Linked DNA regions of Mus musculus: region 2 is linked to region 1. Evidence: chromatin contacts called from public HiChIP or PLAC-seq data. All regions are on one chromosome and are shown on one strand. Each heading gives the region's core, a stretch centred on a gene start, on an enhancer-like site or on the middle of the called end of the contact. The rest is flanking DNA. Distances are from core to core; before and after follow the strand shown.

Evidence for each region. HiChIP or PLAC-seq counts read pairs in DNA pulled down with a chosen protein or histone mark.
Region 2: a FOXA1 HiChIP or PLAC-seq map of pancreatic cancer cells shows a contact between it and region 1. The contact joins two enhancer-like sites. A contact is called at or near these places in 2 of 115 datasets of contacts at active chromatin or transcription factors (embryonic stem cells and pancreatic cancer cells).

The regions. Positions count from the first base shown.
Region 1 is chr14:118,562,703-118,568,814 of GRCm38.p6, forward strand. The region is part of intron 19 of Abcc4 (ATP-binding cassette, sub-family C (CFTR/MRP), member 4); the gene reads right to left. Among named protein-coding and RNA genes, the nearest start is that of Mir6391, 27 kb to the right of the region's middle. Within about 2 kb of position 3,834, at least 96 of the 459 cell types and tissues checked have an H3K27ac peak or open chromatin away from gene starts, as enhancers often do. A contact at or near this core is called in pancreatic cancer cells, where this site is marked.
Region 2 is chr14:118,766,333-118,771,986 of GRCm38.p6, forward strand. No RefSeq gene overlaps it. Among named protein-coding and RNA genes, the nearest start is that of Gm22379, 6.0 kb to the right of the region's middle. Within about 2 kb of position 1,904, at least 21 of the 459 cell types and tissues checked have an H3K27ac peak or open chromatin away from gene starts, as enhancers often do. A contact at or near this core is called in pancreatic cancer cells, where this site is marked.

The DNA.
Region 1 (6,112 bases), core at 2,584-5,083:
AAGTGTTTGCCTGGATGAGAGAACATGGACAACCTATAGTATGTCAAGATGGAGACAGTCCTGGGTATGCAACAGCAGTGGGAAAAGATGAAGCACTGAGAGACTCCACCAGAAATTCCCTACAGTAGGGAAGATATCTCATTTTCGACTTCTATCCATGGTTCTCGAAAGCTGTGCCTGTAAGGAGGAAGCGTGGAAGAGCCAGGGGAGGGGGCACACTTGGATGAGAGGACATTGTCTACCTCCAAGCCAGCTCCAGACACATATGCTAGGGATCTACAGAAAATGGCCCAAGAGATCGCCCCCCACCTCTGACTCTGTGATGGAGCCCATGCCAATTCACACTGCACCCTCACCATGCACTGATGGAGCCCATGCCAATTCACACTGCGCCCTCACCATGCACTGATGGAGCCCATGCCAATTCACACTGCACCCTCACCATGCACTGATGGAGCCCATGCCAATTCACACTGCACCCTCACCATGCACTGATGGAGCCCATGCCAATTCACACTGCGCCCTCACCATGCACTGATGGAGCCCATGCCAATTCACACTGCGCCCTCACCATGCACTGATGGAGCCCATGCCAATTCACACTGCACCCTCACCATGCACTGATGGAGCCCATGCCAATTCACACCGCACCCTCACCATGCAGGACCGATGGCAGACTTTCTTATGGTCATTTGGGCTCACTCTTAGTTTCTAAAGCACCATCACATACATACCAGACACTGAAGGTCAGAGACTGCAAAACAGGACATACACACACAGTCACTGCACTATAACAATGATACTGTCCCCATTTAAAGACAAGGCAGCTCAGACGTTGAGATGAAGAATATAACTCAAGGAAATTAACTCCAAGTTACTAAGTCGCCAAGCTGGACCCACACCCAGTATTACGGGGATTCAGAAGGCGTGCTCTTGTCAACACATCTATGACTCGCTGCTGCTGCTTTACAGAACAGCTCTGCAAGCTCTATTAAACACCTGCTAGGAAGAAGGAGCCAGAGAGGTGTCAGGCTGGGCAGGCATTACTCTGGCACGAATGGTTATGAGCAAATCTGCTGTGGACGCCTCTGCCCCTCTCTGATTGACTAATGGCAGCTGTGTCGGGTGCTAAATACTTTAACTATCACCCCTGGTCAGAAGAGTTTCGGGAAGGCTCTCTTGGCTAACAGCAATTGAAGTAAAAGATTTAAAATAACTCCACCTCAATATTAAGTGACCTAAGTCACTTTGAGTAAATAGATTAACAATGAATGAACACAACAAACACATGAAGCAGCCGAAGTGCTTCCTCCTCTTCTGCTCTCTTTGGCCTCACAGGTAGATGCAAGATAAGAAAAGAATGCCATTCTTTGAAAAGCGCCCCAATAAGATGCACACGCTGAGCTGCCTCTGTGGCTGTAAGGCCTACCACCTTCAGAAGTCGGCCACTTGTGGCTCCTCTGCCAAGCACAAGAGAAATTCTAATTAAATTCTATTAGTGCCAAGGCTAAGAGACGAAATATTATTGAGACTGGAAGTATGAGGCACCCCAAAATTGTCTATCGCAGAATCAGGCATGAATTCTGTGAAGGAACAACAGCTAAACCCAAAAGACCAGCTGCTGCAGCGTCCAGTTCATCTTGAGGATTTCAGTCAGAAATACTCTGGTGTGTGTGCGTGTTTGTGCATGTGTGTGTGTGTGTGAGAGAGAGAGAGAGAGAGAGAGAGAGAGAGAGAGAGAGAGAGACTTCAATGAATGAATTTCAACCATGTTGCACATAACCACGTAACTGTGTACGATATAGGAAGCGCAGATCTCTAGAAGACTCTCCCAGACTGGAACTATAGAATAAAGCAGGTCTGATGAAAAGCTACAAAGCCTGTGTGTTGGAAAATGCTCAAACATAACTTGCATACAGGAGATTCTTAGACTGTGAACCATGCAGGAAGCTAAGAACTTCTGTTGCTCAGAAAACAGGAAGCTGACAACCATTTGACCTCTCCTGCTGCAGGAACATACTGCTTGCTTGTCCAAGCGGGGCATGCCTTGACTATCATTCATGGCCAAATGCTCATGAATTCGTTCATAAAAATGGGTATTAAGAGAACAAAAACAAAGGCCTGAAAATACCCATCTGTCTCAAGAACGTGACTGCACCAAGATGGCGGCAGCTGCCAAAAGCACTCCTGGAGCCAAGGAATTCTACTTCCACAAAGGTCAGCGTCCAACTCACTGATATTACCCTGACTGGTAGCTGCCGCCTGACATGCAAAATCAGCTCTTTCCATTTCCAACACTTACACGAGCGCACGCAACGTTCAAAAAAAAAAAATAGGACAGCAAAACATTTGGCGTGAGGACATGATGGAACTTGAAGACAATGGGCCCTCCCACTACCCGCCCTATGTAAAACAACTGAAGGTGTGCTGGAAATTCATCAACCAACACCCAAATCTGCTCTTCACTTCTATCTTCAGCGCATCATTTTAATACCAGGGAATTGCCAACAGATGTCACGCCAAGCTGGCTTGGCTGTTAACCGTAAATATATACACCTTTGTTAGGATTTAAAGAAAGTGTTTACAAAGAACAGCCTCTTGGACTACTGTGTTACTTCTAAGTCCAGATAAGCTTTGCAGCAACAATAGGACACAGTACTGTAATGGCTTTAACTTACTTATCTTGTCAGGGAAAGCTCTGGACATGTGTTAGTTAAACCATCACCCTGTCCTCACAGAGAATTCTGAACTATTAAAATACCACCACCCTCCCCAGCCCCCAGGTCTCTCCCAGTCCCAGCATTAAACTTCTCCCCACCTCAGTATCCCTAGCTGAGTCTAAGACTTCAAGGATTTCTAAAGCAGGTAGCTACTGTTGCTCAACTCTCAGGCTTCTTGACTTCGTCAACAGCATCGTACTCTCCTCTGAAACGCCACGCATGCTTCAGGATGTCATTATTTCTTCTTTCAATATCTGCCTCTTTCCATTCCTCCACCTTGCCTGGTCTCCAGGTTCAAGTGTCTCCCTTCTATGGTGTGGGCCTCGCCACTCCAAACTCTACCCTCATAAGGACGGCCTTCATCCCCCATCACTAGGTCAGCCATTCCTAAGCCAAAACCACACCTAAGCCCCGATGTTTCTCCCCCTCAATGCATCCAGCTGGCGGCCTTCTCCAGCTCAATGTTGCCAATGGGCATCACTGTGAAGTGTTTGGGCTGTAGGAGGGGACAGGCTCCATGCCTTCTTGCTTCAAGGGTTTAACATGAGCCAATTAATAGCTTCTCACAAATTCCAGTGTAAGCTTTGCAGACTTACAATGTAAGTTCACAACTGTCAAACATGCATATATTTTAAGTAAAAGCTACTTTTGCGACTCTCAGTTTTTAATACTTTGGAGATCCTCTGTTGAGTTCCAGGCAACAGAAGTTGGGCCATCTTGGTGGCGAGTTGTCCCAAAGGCTGTGCTGACCTTCCCAGCTCTGAGGAGCTGTTATTACATCAAATAACTTAATCAGAACACAAACTGTTCTTAGATTTCTGCAGAGGTAATTAAATAACAATTCGATGCCAATTAATCACAGTCAAGTAAGAAGTCTGTGAGAGGAGAACTCTCTACACACTGGAGACTATTTAATGGTCAAATACTTGGCAAGCCCTTAGTTAAACAATGAGTCATTAAACCTCCTTTGCCACACAATGGCTAAGCTAAACTCAACGTGAAAGAATCGAAACTCCTTTGTTCTCCCATAAAAAGACATCAAACCTCTGTGCGTGATATTCTTTTCTCCCTCACTTAGCAGGCTGTTCGACTGCATGATTCACCATGTATTCAGCTGCTCCTATGCCCAGAGGCGTCTGCAAGTCCGCCCAGAACACGACAGCCGGCAACGTTTCTCTTCCCATCTGGATGCATGCAGAGCTGGACAGCAGACTCCACCTACCTGGATGCTGTGCTCGCAAAGCCCAGACTCAGAACCACCGTCCACCGTGCCCCCTCTCCTCAACACACACACACAAAGAAGCTGGGACCATCTCCACAGAAGGAAGTGATTTCCCGCTATACAAACCCACACAACTTGCCAGCCCAGCAAAAACCCATAGGACAATTTTGGTTCCCTGTGCCTCCCTTATCAACAAGGCTCTTTGAAATTAAATGTCCCATTATAACACAGTTTCCACTGAAAACCCACCGACCCACTTCCAGTTTGGCTGATAATTGCCAAAGGCTGCTGAGCACAGCTCAGGACTCTTAAACTGCTCTGCAAGTTCATTTCTTCCTGTGGAGAGAGCCTCAGGCAGAGAGAGAGCCACTGCTGGGCATCTGCTGTGGAGGGAAGCCCCAGGACTGGAAGCATGCTCACCTATACTCGGGGCCACAAATGCTGCTGCCTATTTAAAGCAGAACCTTTGCACATCATCGTATATTTGGATCTGAGTTAGCGATCTCAGAGGTAGACAAGGATTCCAGTGGGTTCCAGGCTGTAATACCGCATAGGGATCCACTTGGTGGGGGATTTATCAACACATCACATCTATTTGCCTTAGTCTAACCCAAGCATAATCAATCACTAGGTTATCACTGGTTTTATCGTGAAGGTAAAAATAAAATTCAGTGGTAGTGTGTTTGGACATGGAGGAGGTCCTGGGTCCCACTGGTAAAAACGTGGAAATAAATACGTTAATTAAATTAAAATTTCAAAAACTAACTAAATAAAAATTATAGTTCTGTTCACTGAAGAAGAGAATATGTACTAAGAAATTTAGTGGAAAAGGCATATAATATATGTGTGTGTGTGTGTGTGTGTGTGTGTGTGTGTGTGTGTGTGTGTGAGTGAGTTCATACCTCAAAATTGCATTCATTAAAACACATCAAAGCTAATTAGATATAACATTATTTAAATGAAAAAGTTAGGAAGTCTCATAGAAAATTTATTTTAACTCCACTTATACTGAATAATGGGAAATACAGTCCCCCTTTCACTGGCTCTTGTGTGCAAAATACTGAAATTATATACAGATTATTATAACAGTAAACATAGGATATACTTACTAGGTATTTACTTTATCATATGTATACACACACACATATATATGATAAGGTAAATATATAATATAATATAATATAATATAATATAAAATAATATATAATATAAATATTAAAAAGTAAATATATAAAGTATATACACACACATATATATATATGAGTATATGTGTGTATATATATATGTGTGTGTGTGTGTGTGTGTGCGTGTGTGTGTGTGTGTAAATTGTGAGGCAAACACTGTGACATCTTCACACCACAGTAAAAATTAAAGCATCAGAGAACCTTCCATGTGAAACTGAAACTGTGACCTCTTGGCTGTGAACTCCTCAATTTGTTTTATGTTGCCTCAACAGTGCCTGATGTGAGCATCCCCGAGTGTGTCTATTTCTCAGCTAAGCTATGACATAAAATGATTTCAAGGAGGGGGAAAAATTCACACCGAGTCTAACATAAACACACCGTGGCAAAACAAATTTTCCTGCAAATATAAGCAGTTTTACAGTCTATCAAAGTGGTGCCAAAAGTAGATTTATGTGTATTAAAGTGCTGACGGGGACCGAACGTTCCAGCAATAAATACAGCTCGTTGTAAACCAATCGTCAAATCAATAAAGTCATTAAAAATAGACCGCATTCTTCAAGGAAATGGTGGGGTTAAGCAGGGAGGGAATCTTTGCTGGTGATGGTGGGCGTATCGTCAGACACAGCTGTCGATTAACCGGCCTGCCCTGCATCTCCTCCATGGGCCTGCGAGGCAGCATGCTTTCGGCCTTATCTCCCACCATGTGCCATGTAAACTGCCATACAGCATTTCCTGATTCCCCACAGGCATCTTATAAATACAAATAAGAAAACACACCCTGGATTTTTCCTCTCGCTGTCTCCTTCCCTGCCCCAGACTGACAGAATATTATCACTATTGTAGCGTCTCCCACGCTGGCCCTGGCCTGTTGGTCCAGAATGCTCAGCGATTATAATATCCATTTATCTAAACTGCCAACTCGTAAGAAAATTCAGGTGGGGTACATGCCACTTAAATTAATTTACTGCTTGAAAAAGACTTCTTAT
Region 2 (5,654 bases), core at 654-3,153, 200 kb after region 1:
TGACTCTTGGATTCTAGGATCTTCGTTCTTATAACCAACGTAGTCTCTATCTACCCCTCTCCTCTTAGCCCATTTCTAAAAGTTTCTTCGTGCAAACTGTTTCTTGTCAGGTCTCCCCCTCCCCCACACCACAAAGCTGGGCTGTAGTCTTTCTCTTTTCTCTCCTCCCTTTCTCACCTGACTTTGTCAACCCAGACTGGTTCAATCCAGTGATCCTTCTGCCTCAACCCAAGGTTCTGCTTTTCCCTAAACCACAGCAGACTGTGTCACAGCTGTGACTCAGAGTTACAGTCGCAGCCTACAACACCGTTCAATGCCTGTGGTAGCTGAGGGTAGCTTTAAATTACCTCTGAAAGGTAAAGGATGATCTATCAATGACCTTTGCTGTGAAGCCCGCTGCTTCTGTTTGTTTATGGATATTTATAAGGGAGGAAGTGCAGTGTCCAGGGTGTTTTCTCTGTGGCTTCCCTCTTCTTCGTGATCAATCTGTTATTAGACTGATAACCCGCTGCAGCACCAGGGCAAGTGGGATGGCTGCTCTTGAGCACCATTCTCTTCTCTTTGATGAAGCACTGCTGGGAGGCACACTGGCTCCGGACCGTGGGGAAACCCCTGTCTTTAGGATATAACCCCACTGGCATCACTTTTGCCTTGGATACTCCCAACCTTGGAAGGACTGACCCAGAGTGTAGAGAACTGGAGGGTTCCGTGAAAGGGCTCCATGTAAGTCTATTAGACCATCGGTGAAGTGTCAGATGCCCTTCTACAAAACATGGTGTAAGTGTAAGGGGCTTTTCTGTGCGGCAGGAATTAATTGGGTGCCAAATGTAAAAGGGTGAGCTTTTCTATGCCTGCCCTTGCTTTGAATAATGACACAGAGACCTGGTATATTTATTGAAAACTTCAGGCACTGAGCTGGGCAGATTCTGATATTCTAACTGGACTGTGCTGGTCTGGACTATTTTCCAGCCACAGGGCATTCCTGCCATCTTGGTCTCCCTCTGGCTTTCCTCAGTCCTGCCCTCTTGGCATCTCTTCCCCCATCTGATACCCTCTGCCTTCTCTCTCTGGGCACAGAAGGCTCTCTTATCCTCTCCAGCCCAGACATAAGCTGACCAGCTCTTTACTGACCAGTCAGAAGATGGTGGACAACCGTGTTTTACAAAATCACGAAATGTCATGAAAAGCTTCATAATAATAACAACACCGGAGCCGGGCATGGTAGCACACGCCTTTAATCCCAGCACTCAGGAGGCAGAGGCAGGTGGATTTCTGAGTTCAAGGCCAGCCTGGTCTACAAAGTGAGTTCCAGGACAGCCAGGGCTATACAGAGAAACCCTGTCTGGAAAAACAAACAAACAAACAAACAAACAAAAATAATGACAACACCCAGGGCCAGGCTGCAGCCAGAAATCAGCATGTGACTACACAGTGCACAAACACCTCCCCCAACAACAAGGATTAGAGAAACCGGGGCGAAAATAATATCCTCCAGGTGTAGAGCGCTCAATTTGTGACTACTTCTCAACGACAAGATATTAAGTTTCTATGGTGTTCCAGTTCCTCCAGAGTACTGTGTACTTAGTAGTTGCATGGTGCTGTACTTGATGCTCAGTAACATCCTTCCACTAACTTCTCACCAAGTGACTCACGGCTGTCTTTCTCAGTAAGGAAATTAAAGCTAAACTCTCTGGTCCTGGGAAGATAGAGGATTGGAAGACCGGATATCGGAAGTAAGTAATCAGCCGTCTTAGCCTCAGCTCTGGTCTTCTGCTTCCATTTACTTCCACGGCCAATCATTCTTAAGAAGAGTTCTAGTTTCAGGTCACCTCCCTTCTGAGCCTTCTGAGCTGAGTCGGTGGCCACAGTGTCTTATTGGTGTGTGGCCGCCACCTACTGGTCACGATATGCAACTGCAAGAGTGGGCAGGATGTGTGGATCCCTAGCGCGTGTTCAAGGTGATTGGGGTTCTTAGCTCTCCTCACCCACACACCTAGGAAAGGCTACAAGAGGCCTGACTTACGGTCGGTCGTAAGAGGGGGGAATGGATGGCTAAACGTGACGTATTCCGACATTGAATAATAAGGTATAGATGTGCAATCATGCACGGTGTACCGTGACAGCACCACGTTCCGTAAATGCACAGCGTTTAAAAGTTGCCTTCCCCTGAATGAGTGAGTGTGAAAGTCACACCCAACGCCTGCTACACATTTGCTAACCCGTATTAATAAATCCGCCAGTGATCCGTGGTTCCTGTGCAGTCACAGATAAGGTGTCTTATCTGGGTGATTCTGGAATGACCGTAAGGTGCTTGGTTTTCCCGTAACCAAGTTAAATAAACACAAGTGAAACTAAGAGGGTGTGCTCAGCAGAGTTAATAAGCAAGTGAATCTTCCGTAAGCCATGTTGGGATAACTAGAATAAAGAGTGTTGGGGCCAGCGAGATGGCGGCATGAGTGAAGGCACTTGCCACCAAGCCTGACAGTGAGAGTCAATTCCAGGGACACACATCGTGGAAGGGAAGAATCAACTCCTACAAGCTATCCACTGACACACACACACACACAAACACACACACACTCACATATACACTCACACACATATCACACACACACATACACGCACACACATACACACACATCACACACACACATCACACACACATATACAGTCACACACACATCACACACACATACACATTCACACACATCACACACACACATCACACACACATCTCACACACACATTTCACACACACACATCTCACACACACATTTCACACACACACAGCACACACACACAGCACACACACATCTCACACACACACACACATCACACACACACACACTCCTCTTTCAATTAATAAATGTAATCATTTTTCAGAAGTTTAAAAAACTAGAGCTATAAACAGCAGGTAACAACGCTTTCCCACAGATGAGGGTGTGGGAATGCCAAGCTTCTGCACACCTTACTGATACCAGGGCATCCGCTTCTGGACCCAGAGAAGGGGGTCCTTCTAGTGCACTTTTGTTGATGCCATTTGGCCAGTGGTATTTGGTTAGGGTAGCCCAAATTGCAAATGAGGCCACCAGGCCTCCCTCTGGCCTCTTTCCAACCAAATTGTTTTCCCTAACCTGCTCATGATAGAAATTCTGGCATGGCACCCCTACAACTTGACGATCATCTGCTGTTTGCCGGTATAACCTGATGCAGTGGAGCTCCGAGGTGAGCCATTCCAGGATCACGGAGCAGAAAGACATCCAGATCAAAAGTTGACGAGCTTAGAAGAGGATCCACACGGGACAGACAAGGGTCATGGGGCCTGAATCCTGAGCCATCCAAAGATCGTCTGTGCTGATGCTCTTAGCCACCTCAGCCCTGGAGGTCGCATGAATGTGAGACTGAAGTTTGGTCAGACACAGCAGGTGTCTACAGACATCAGAGGTAGAAGGTTCCTGGAGATTACAAGCTAAGGATCGAGGTGCCAGCAGCAACAACAACATACATACAAACTGTGTATGTGGAGAGCAGTCAGCCACTCACCTTCTTGCTGAATCTTCATGGGACCTTTCCTAGCTGTGTATGGGTGGACAGAGAGGAAGGACGTTGTCTATGCCTCTTATTATGGAAACAATTTCATTTTGAAAGCCTGTGCTTTTTGTAGCTTTGATCTTTGGCTCATTTTTTTCTCTGTTTTTATTGCATTGTAATTATTATTGTTGTGGTTGTTTTTTTCTTCTTAGATGACTATTTTCTAATGAGAGAGAGAGAGAGAGAGAGAGAGAGAGAGAGAGAGAGAGAGCAAGAAAAAAAAAGGCGTGGATTTGGATGGGAAGAGTCTGGGAGGAGTTTGGGAAAAAAAACCTACTTTTTTCAGTTAAAAAACTAAAAATTAAAAAACCAAAACCATCTCCACCACCACAAGAAAAACCACCCTGACCAAAAGCAAGGTAAGAAAAGCAGCGTACGGAGGAAAGGTTGGCCTTCACTCTCAGCTCCAGGCCACCGCCCTTGGTTAGAGGCAGTCAAGGCGTGTCCTGGCCTGCAGCGTGTTCTAAGGCGACCAGAGAGACTTCATCCAGGACCTGGTGGGGGCAGATGCAGTCTCAACAGCCCACATTAAGTAGCAGAGGATGACAGAGAACTCCCGACCTTCCAGTTGCCGCCCCAGCTCCCAAGCTCTTGAATTCCAGGCAGGCTTCATTCCAGGGTGCTAAGGACACAGGGCTTTGTGTGCTAGCAAGTACTGAGTGTAGAGAGAACAGCTTGTCTATTGTATAGATGCACTATCACCTGTGAGTTAAAAAGCCTGTGGCTTAGGAGGGAAATAGAAGTGGAACATCAGGAGAAGAGAGAATTCTGGGAGAGAAGGAAGTGGGGAGATTCACTGGGAAGATGTGACAAGCCAGAAGCATGGTACCTGAGCACAGGTAACCAGCCATGTGGCAGAATGTAGGCCATAAATGGGATATTTTATGTTGTATCTAGTCAGAGAAAAGCCTAGCTATATGGCCAAGGTATTTGTAATATGTATTTTGAATCTGAGTCTTATTTCTGTGAGCATGGGGCTGGAAGGAAGAACCAGGGCCTAACTTAAACACCTGAGCAACTGAGCAATATTCCCAGTGTAGTGCCTGGCAATGTATGTGTGTATGATGTATATGCATGTGTGTGTGAGTGTGTGTGATGTGTGTGTGTGATGTGTATGTGTGTGTGATGTGTATGTGTGTGTATGTGATGTGTGTGTGTGTGTGTGTGTGTGTGTGTGTGATGTGTATGTGTGTGACTGTGGGGGGATGTGTGTATGTGGGATGTGCATGGGTGTGAGTGGGGGAGGATGTGTGTGTGCGTGTAATGTGTATGTGTGTGTGATGTATATGTGTGTGCGGGGTGTGTGTGTGTGTGTGTGTGTGTGTGTGTGTGTGAGTGTATGTGTGTGTGATGTGTATGTGTGTGTGTGTGTTTGGTGTATGCCTGTGGGTCTATGGAGATCATAAATCTTTGTCTGGTGTCTGCCTCTATCACTCCGCACTTTGGCTTTAGAAATGGGGTTGCCCCCTGAACCTGGAACTCAAATTTGCCAACACTTCTTGGCCTGTGAGTCTTTGAATGTCCAATGGCAATTCATCCCCAAAGAAAATATTATGTTTTAAGATCTAGACTGAGCTATGAGTCACTATGAAGTAATTGAGAACATGATGCATTAGGTAAGAGATCATCTACAGTCTTAAGTAGCATTCATTGACATTCACATTAACTTATAAAGATGTTGGAACAGGCACTCTGGAGATAGGGTATCATCAGGGAAGGCTCTGGTAGATGTTCATGTCATCTAGTAGAAACATTTACTTTGATGTTTAACTTCCTGAAGTCAGAACCTTTCTCAAGAGAAGCTAGGGAGGCCAGCACCAACACACACCCCAGTTCACACCATGCCTCCATTTCTATAAGGAGTTGTAGGCACGGCACAGGGTTCTGAAAGAGCCTTGCTGGGCAAAAGCTGACGAAACCTCAACCAATCACCACAGAAGATCCTAGAAAAACATTCTAGGATGCACTGTGAGGAAAAGAAATAAAGTTATGTCGATTCCCTAATAGAAACATCTAAAGGGAGACTTAGTGCCTACAAGGAAAAGCCATTTGGAGGTGCGGGA